Regions from separate parts of the Anser cygnoides genome. Here region 2 is linked to region 1. The links are chromatin contacts, called in public Hi-C maps. All regions are on one chromosome and are shown on one strand. The core of a region is the stretch at or near the end of the contact, and the rest is flanking DNA. Distances in the headings are between cores, read along the strand shown.

Evidence for each region. A called contact is a pair of places that touch in the nucleus more often than the background predicts.
Region 2: a Hi-C map of liver shows a contact between it and region 1, with 3 times the contacts expected there. The contact joins the promoter of TSPAN5 here to the enhancer-like site in region 1. A contact is called at or near these places in 2 of 7 Hi-C or Micro-C datasets (both in liver).

What each region holds. Positions count from the first base shown.
Region 1 is chr4:73,046,830-73,051,079 of Taihu_goose_T2T_genome, reverse strand. The region is part of intron 1 of TSPAN5 (tetraspanin 5); the gene reads left to right. Among named protein-coding and RNA genes, the nearest start is that of TSPAN5, 42 kb to the left of the region's middle. Within about 2 kb of position 1,584, at least 1 of the 3 cell types and tissues checked has open chromatin away from gene starts, as enhancers often do. A contact at or near this core is called in liver, where this site is marked.
Region 2 is chr4:73,089,125-73,093,568 of Taihu_goose_T2T_genome, reverse strand. It overlaps TSPAN5 (tetraspanin 5), which reads left to right and starts at 2,143. Exons shown (of 7, transcript XM_066996397.1): 1 at 2,143-2,624. The coding sequence starts at 2,544. It overlaps LOC125181077 (a long non-coding RNA gene), which reads right to left and starts at 510. Exons shown (of 3, transcript XR_007160100.2): 1 at 1-510.

The sequences.
Region 1 (4,250 bases), core at 335-2,834:
AGTTAAGTGCCTAAAACTAGATGTAACACCCAGCTAAGCCTTACAGAGGCTAAATATAGCATAAGGATTACACTCTCTTGCAGGCTATTTTGCTTCATTTGTAAACTCATATGTAAAGCTTGTATTTCTAGTGAGAGCTTTTCATTGTTGACACATTCAGCTTGCAGTTCTCCACAGGTCTTTAAAACGTTTTAAAAATTTTTGTGAAAGGATATCCTCTCAGTAAAGAAGCAGTGTGTGACGGCGCATTTGCCAGAGAGGCACGCAGTTATTGTGTCCCAAATTTCAGCAGTGCTTTGCTACTGCAAGAAAACTCCAGGAACCGGGGGATCCTCCTGAATAATGCGTAAATGCGAGATATGTATTTGGGACCTTGAAGTCCGCGCAGAATTTACTTGCAATGAGCCTTAACAGGCATCAGCCATTTGAGTAATCCAGTGGTAGATGCTTTTCTGAGGAACTGCTGTGTGCTCAGTCGTTCGCTGCGCTGCACTTGCCTGCCTCTGCTTTCAAGTAGCTCCTTGTACACCGTCTCCGCTGACTGGATTATTTCATTCTGTCAAGATCTCTGTACTCTGTTAAAATAAACTTGAAGTCTCGTTGTAGCTGCCGTAAGAAAGCTTGATAAATGCGCTGTTTTCCTTCATCCTGGTTGTTAACAAAAGTACTGGACGTAGGAGAGGCCCCTGGAAACATCCTTGTCACATCGCTCCATTTTGGCAGCGAACGTTTGATAATTACTCACATAGCTAGCAACTAGCTTTTTCTCCTCATTCCTGCTGTCCTAGTAGATTGACTAAAACCAGCCTTCCACCAAACTTGGTAATAGGGGTGTGTTAATTCAAATTCCTGCAAAACGCTCAAGACTAGTCTTGCTGGAAATAATGGGGCCCAGAACAGGTACAAGAGAACTTGTGGGTGGATATCGCCGTAAGAATAGGATTTTGACTTTGTGTGTTGATATTAATCAAAATAGTTTCAGCTGCACGTTGCACAGCTGCACAGTGTCTGTGTCCTCAGGGAAACTTTTTGATCAAAATGCAGTGGGTGTCTGGTAAGTACACCTGAAGTGCACAGTGGAAATTCAGTCTGGGTGTGTGAAATGGTAAGAACACTCTGCCTAACAAATCCATCAGTTTTCATTGTGTAAAGGCTACAAAGACAGCTGTCAGATTTTTATTTTTTTTGCCTGTTATGTTTGCCCTTCTCAGAAAGGAGGAAAGGAAGCTATTATTCGTTATTTGATTTGTTTCAGAGCCATTATTGATTTTGGAAAATTTGATAAGCATCTGAATAAACAGTTGTTCTATTGGTTCTTTCAAGTGGAGCAAGACTTGGCAGAAGCTTGCCTTGGTGCAGGGCAAACATGATCGAACTGGTCACCAGGAAGCTATGTTTCGATTCTCTGTAAGCTGAAAAGCAGCAGTTTAAAATCCCTTTCTTTTTCATTTTCTTTGACTAGTGATGCCCAGAAATGTCTTAAAGGACTTGGGGTGGCAGCAGGGATGGTGGTGGCATATTTAAGGAGATACTGCCTTCTGAAATTTTCAAGCTTTTCACATTTATTGAGTGTTTCTTCATGTATCCAGTATTTGTCTAGCTACCCTGCCAGTTTTGATGCAAAATTTTCTTTGTTGTTTTGCGATTGCTAACAATCGATAGGAAGAAGTAGAAGTCTTTGAATGAACAGAGTCGATGCTTTGGAAGGAAAAGTAAAACTTTTACAAATCCCTTTCTTTGTAAGTGGTAATTATTTGTCTTCTTAAGTTGAAACCTATCCAAACAACAACAGCAAAATCACAGCCAGCCCTCAAGATTAAAGAAATCTGAAATTTAGATCAAGAACATTTTACCTTGAAATTGTCCTTTAAATACAGTAACTGTTGGGACTGCACAGCAAATATTTGGCTAAAATGAAAAGAAGTTAGTAGTAGCTGCTTAAGGTTGGTAATTTTGTATGGAAAACTCTTGGTAGATACGTCTTGCAGTCTTCATTGCTAATGATCTCAGGGAGCATTAGAGACAACAGGGCCTGGGATGGTCACTGAATGCTTCTGTGGTGGCTCTGGAGGAGCAGGTTAGAGCTAGCTGATGCTGAAAGGCCTGTGGAAACAAGTTTGTGTGTTTTAGTTTTTTTCTTTGTTTGAAATAATCTGATGCAGTGAATGCAATCTGCAGCGGAAATGAAGTGGAAGAAAGCTGCTGTCCCAGAAGGGCTTTGGTTCCAAGCCTCGTTCCATGGTGGGACTTCTCCATTTCTGAGAGCTGGGCGGACATGCAAACCAGATGAGTAAGTGTAGAACTGAAAAAGATAACAAGTAGCTAGTACTGCTGTAGGGGGAAATGCTAACAAGAATATCTGCATAATTTGGGGGGGGGGGGTGGTGGTAAATTATTTTGTTTTCATGTTTTTGCTAGCATCTTGTCTGGGGCCTGTCTGCGATCTCAGCTCCTACCAGGCTGGAGGTCCCTGATTTTTATTTCTGATACCTGATGATTGCTTAAAATACCACAGGAATCAGTTCTCAGTCTAGTCAGCACTTCAGATTGCTTGGGCAAAGGCAGGGGCATGCAGCCTGGGGCAAACAGGCTTAGTGCCCTTGCTTTCGTGGGGTCCTTGGTGGCATTACTGGGCTTTGTTGTGCTGATCCCAAATGCGTTTTAATTAGGACAGGTGAGGAGAAAAGGAGCTAGACAGCACAAGTCACGTGAACCCTTCTATCCTGCTTTTTATGTTCTTTACTTTGCTTTATTTTTTTCTTTTCTCTGTCCTTTGAGTCTCAGGCTTTTATGAAGAAAAAGACGTGTCTGGCTTTGTCAGACAAGGTAATTACATCTTTTAAACTATAGCTGTCTGCTGTGACTAGAAGATATCAAAACAGTCTTTAATGTCCTGATGCTGATGAAAATTTGCCAGGTGTGAGTGGTTGATAAGGCTGCTGTTAGGTTTATTTTCTGGCAGCATTTAAAGCAGGCCACTAGAAAAGATGGGCCCCTGCATTTCTCGTCTCCTTTATTTTTTCCCCTAAATCTTGTCGTCACGTGACAATGGTGCCACTCTGTTCCAGGGCCTTTATCTCCCTTAGTCTTGCTCCAGTATTGTCTTGTAGACTTCGTAAAATCTGTCAAACAGTGGATCCCCCCCCCTTATTGTAACAGTGTATGGCTTAAAACACATGGGTGTTAGCAGTACTGCTAAAACGAAAACTTTGCGAAATGCTTTTTCACACGCTGTTTTCTTTTTCCCGTACGTTCGGCATTAAAAATGTTAGTGGAAGTGAACCAGCAATAATCAGTTGTAAAAGCCCCAACCCAGTCTCGCTGAAGTGAACAATAAGAAACCAGCGTTTCATTAACACTTTGCCCTTGCTGGGCCTGAGAAACTACTTTTTTTGCCTGTGCAATCGAGCTAGCATTGTGCTCGGCCATCAGCTTTGAGACAGGCCTTGTCCCCAAGGGTTCAGGCTATTCAGCCGACAAAAGGCAGCAGGAGAAACTGTGGCACGGAGGGGACGCGACCTGCGCGGGGTCTCGTTGCAGGTCAACGGCAAAACCGTGGCGAGAGCTCGTGTGGTGGAGCTGCGGCCTGCCAGCCGCTGCTTCCCAGGCACTCCCGGTCCTCAACTTGCCACACATGCGCCGAAGGTCGCGCTTCTCGTTGGCTTCTTTGCGGCGGCGCTGTCGGCTCCATTCTTTCAGCTACTCGTATAATCTATAGCTTCGGGGCTCCCGGTCTTGTTTCTGAACTTCTTCAGAAATTCGCAGACTAGCTCGGAATGAGAAAATGTTGATTTACGGAAGTATCTTGCACCAGGTTGTAATAAGCGGATCATTAAGCTGTCACGGTCTGTCGTGTCTGTGGGACTTAGCAGCGACCTTTAATCAGCAGATTATTGACACGGCGTAGCAAGCCGTCTGGTATGGCTGTGGAAGTTCAGGACCCTAGGGAATACTAATACAAGTTCTTGATCCAGGGTACTGCCTCTAAAAGAGAAAAAGGCTTATGTATTTTTGCAGTTGTTTTTATTTTAAGGTCAGTGAAAGGTGAAGAAAACCGTACCTTTTACTCGAGGCCCAAAGCTTTTTATCAGCAACCGTAGAATTGCACTGCTGCCAATATTCAGTTTTGCACTGTTTCCATATGTTGAAATCCTCTTTTTGATGATTTCATCTTCAAAAGTTATTTTAAGTTCCTTTGACATAGTAAGGATTTAAACACTGTAAGTGTAGTTTTAAGCATTTGTTTAATG
Region 2 (4,444 bases), core at 894-3,393, 42 kb before region 1:
TTGCCTCCGGCTTTTGCACCAAAACATCACACTGGAACTCAGTGTTGTCTAGTAACTAACACCGAATTTAAAGTGCTGTCACAGCCAGTCCTGCTCAGTTTCCAGACGTAGGTCGCCAAAGCATGTAAGAAGTGATCCACAAGTGATGGCACAAAGCCAACGGATTTTTTTTTTTTTTTTTTATTCCTGTTTGTTTAGGACAGGAGACAAAATGTGTTTGTAAACCAGAGAGGCTGCTGCAGGTGCAGAGGACTCTGTTCCAGCTGGCACTCTGAAAGATCAATTACCTACATCAAAGCTGTTCTGCTGCCTTTGCTGTCTGGTTGCTCATTTCTGAGGCTGCACAGGAACCGTACACACAAAGTGAATTAAAAAGACCAGAGCTCTGTGTTCAATACCCTCTTGAAGTGTGCAGTCTAACCGTTAACACTAGAAGTCCTAAATTCTTCTTAATCTGATCAGATGGTGGGAAAATATGAAAAGCTTTTGACTTTGAAATGACACTTGGCAATGATGATACTATTCTTGATTGAGAATGCAAATGAAGGCATGTAATGCGATGCTATAATTGATGTAGGTTGCATTTCTTTTTCAGTTGTTGATCAGGAATGAAAGGTTTGACAGGTAAACTATCAGAGATTGTTATTGAATTTATTGTAATAAATATTATTCTGCAATATTTTCCTGTTGCCTGTGAAGCATTAAAATGCTAAAGGGTGCCAACATGTGGTGTTAGCAGGGTGTTGTGACAGTAGCATTATCAATGTTTGTACAGGTTGTCACCAATATTTGAAATCACTTGTAAAAACAGCACCTTAATATAATATTCCATTACCATACTGTACATGATGATAGGCTTTTATTCGTTGGTACAGAACCTATGCATGACTGATTATCCGTCCTTTCCTGCCCTCTTCCCATGCGTGGTCTTGCAAAGACACAGAGTTAACAATAACAACATACACACGGTTATCGATCATATGGTAACCTATACCATTACAGTTAAAATGTATAGGTATGTGTCGCGTTAATTTCTCTTTTACCATTAAACACATGGCTTGTTTTCATGGATCTATTTCACAGATCTATTTCAGCAAACTCCTCTTCTCTCTTCCCTTCCCTTCCCTTCCCTTCCCTTCCCTTCCCTTCCCTTCCCTTCCCTTCCCTTCCCTTCCCTTCCCTTCCCTTCCCTTCCCTTCCCTTCCCTTCCCTTCCCTTCCCTTCCCTTCCCTTCCCTTCCCTTCCCTTCCCTTCCCTTCCCTTCCCTTCCCTTCCCTTCCCTTCCCTTCCCTTCCCTTCCCTTCCCTTCTCTTCTCTTTTCTCTTCTCTTTTCTCTTCTCTTCTCTTCTCTTTTCTCTTCTCTTCCTTTTCTAACAAGAAGTGTTTCCCTTCTCTCTTAAAGAACACCCATGCCCAAGGCCCCCCGAACCAGCACCAGGTGATGCTGAACCAAAGCCTGCCTTTTGCAGTTCTCACAACATCCTACTTTTGAAGCATGTCATCTCACAGCCTCGTCGACGTGGGAGACGTAATTTATCATTACAAAGAAGTCTTCCATCTTTTCAATTAAAAGTATCGCACTTATCGCAGGGCCAGGAAGCTGAAGGCTGGCAGCGCTGAAGCGGCGATATCCTTCAGCCAAAAAAACGCTGTTACGTGGCTAACACCAGACCGGGTGGACTCTGAATCCCACGAAGCGTATGAACACATGTAAGCGACATGACGCTGCGGTTGTTACGTTAAATATAAATGTGTTAAATGTAAATACGTTAAATATAAGTATGTTAAGCAGAAATGTGTTAAATATAAATATGTTAAATATGTTAAACATAAATTCAGTGGCGATTTTGCCGGGGGAGGCGTATCAGGGCTGCATGAAACGGAAGAAACCCGGACTTTTGACAAAGGCCGTCAGCGTCCACCCCCCCCCCCCCCCGGCCGCCATTTCAGGGCCGCCCCCCCGACCCCGCGCAGCCCCCTCGGGGCCGCGCACCCCGGGGCACCCGGCGGGGCTGCCGCGAGGCCTGATTGGCGGCGCGCGCTGTCAATCACCCCGCGGGGGCGAGCGGCCCGCCCCCTCGCACTCCCCCCCGCCAGCCCCCCCCCCCCCCCCAAAATGGCGCGGGGCGGGGCCGGCGCGGCGGCTTTCGGCGCTGAGGGGGCGGCAAGCGGGAGGGCGGCGGGCGGCGGCGGAGGCTCCGGCAGGGCAGCGCCGAGCCCCCCGCGCCTCTGCCCGGGCGCCTCCCGGCGGCTTCCCCCCGCTCCCCGCCGGGGCCTCCTCCTCCATGCGGGAGAGGAGGAGGAGGAGGAGAAGGAGGAGGAGGAGGAGGGAGCTGCTCGCCGGCCATCCCCGGCGCCCGGCGAGTCGGTGCCGAGCCGCCGCGCCGCTCCTGCCGCATCTCCCCGCGGCGCGCAGCCGGCGCTGAGCCCTCTCTTATTTCCCTTATCTCTATATTTTTATTTTTAATTTCATTTTTCACGCCCTCCCCTTCTTTTGGTTCTCCCCCCTGGCCGCCAGCAAAGTGTCTTCATGAGCCCAGAGGATGTCCGGGAAGCACTACAAGGGGCCTGAAGTCAGTTGTTGCATCAAATATTTCATCTTCGGCTTCAATGTCATTTTCTGGGTAAGCGGGCCGGGCGTCTCGCCTCTCCTCCTCCTCCTCCTCCCGGGGGGGGATGTGTCAGGAGACATATCGTGACAGTTGGCCTCGAGGATGGGGTTGGGGACGGGGTGTCCCCCTTCTTTTCCCTTTTCCCTATTCCCTTTTCCCTTCCCTTCCCTTTTCCCTTCTCTTTTCCCTTCCCTTCCCCTGCCAAGTGCGGCCGCTGCATTCCTGCGCCTCCCGGGGCTGCTTGCTCCCCTGCCCCGCCGACCCTCCTAATTGCTTTTGTTGTAGGTGCCAAGGGGTTTTCATCCTTAAAATAATAATAATTTATTTTTTCTCCCTCCCCCTTAGACCGGTTTGTGGTGGGGGAGGGATCAGCCAAACGCATGGGCCTGGAGCAGGGATCGAGCTATATGTCTTCACGGTGATATGTTAGCAGTGAAAAATAAATCGTGGCTCAAGTTCTCCCAACAGTGCCGGAGAACGGTTACACAATGCCGGGGCCGTGCGCGGGTCGCTCCGCGGCCAGCTATTAGCATGGGGTAACGGGATGGAGGAGGGAGGTAGCGGCATCCCACCCGTCCCTCAGGTGCGAGCCGCCGGGGGGCTTGGCTGGGTGTTTGTGGGGCTCCTGGCCGCGGTGCTTGGTCCCCTGCCCGCACCGTGGCTTGTTGTGCAGTGCCGGCGCTGGGCACCGGGCAGGCACAGCCGTGTAGTGAAGCGTAACCGGTGTACGGTAGCATTTCTAGCATCTTCTCGGTGTGACGGGCTTGAAAGAGGAGCGACTGGGTCTGGATGTGCAAGCGACTGGGTTTGGAGGTGTGTTATTCCAAATCTTGGAGCTGCTGAGGGGTGAAGTGTTTGCACAGGCACAGGAGCGCTGCATAGAGTAGGAAAGTTGGGTGAAGGCGCTTAGACGTACCATGCCCCTCTTTTCGTGAGATGCTCCATTTAGCAGTGGCAAACGTGCACAAACCCGAGTAGGGTGAATGTGTTCCGAAGGGACTTTGAAAGTGAGATGGGCACATGCTTCGTACGTTGGCTTCTTTGGACTATAAAGGTGGCTTGGCTCAGGGGGAACACCCCCTACCACCACCACCACCTTTTTATAGATGAAGGTGAGGAGTAATGGAGGAGAGAAACCTTCTTGCTAATACGAAGCTTGTGCTCACCACTGTGGTGAGAATAGAGGAAGGCGTTTGGCGAAGAAGTGCTTGTAGCTAACCTTTTGTCTGTGTTTCTGGAAAATAAAGGTTACTGGAAAGGATGTTTTGGAAGAACGGGACTTTTGATATTAATCACGCTTTTACAGTGAAATGCCTTTCCTTAACTGAGAAGGTATGTTGGTAGAGTGAAGTTGACTGGGGTTACATGCCTGTATGTCAAAGTGTACTTGGCCTAAGAAACAAACCTGTGGTGATGACTTGTTCCGAAGCAGTACTCTGAGCCTACAGTAGCTGCTTTTATTATTTGATCAGTTTTAGTGGTTCAGTTTGTCATGGTTCTCTTCGCTTGTCTGTTTTTTCGTTTTGATTCCCATGGGCGCACACTGCTGTGAACACAGATGTTTTACAGCAGGGAGCAGAGCAGTGTGAGGAACACTTGTGTGGCGTGTCCTTGGACTAACGGAGGGAGATTATGAGAAAATGCGCATAAATGTGTTATCTTGCTCCTCCAGGCGCTGTCAGCCCATAAGAAGCTCCCTACCCTTTAATTTTGTTCCGTTTATTCTCTGAAGGCTAGCGTGTGGATGGTGGAAGTGGTACTTTGTGGCTGTAGCTTCTGCATGGTGGCAGGCGTTCATCTTGTGCGGGGGAATGGGTTAAAGGAGATCTCGC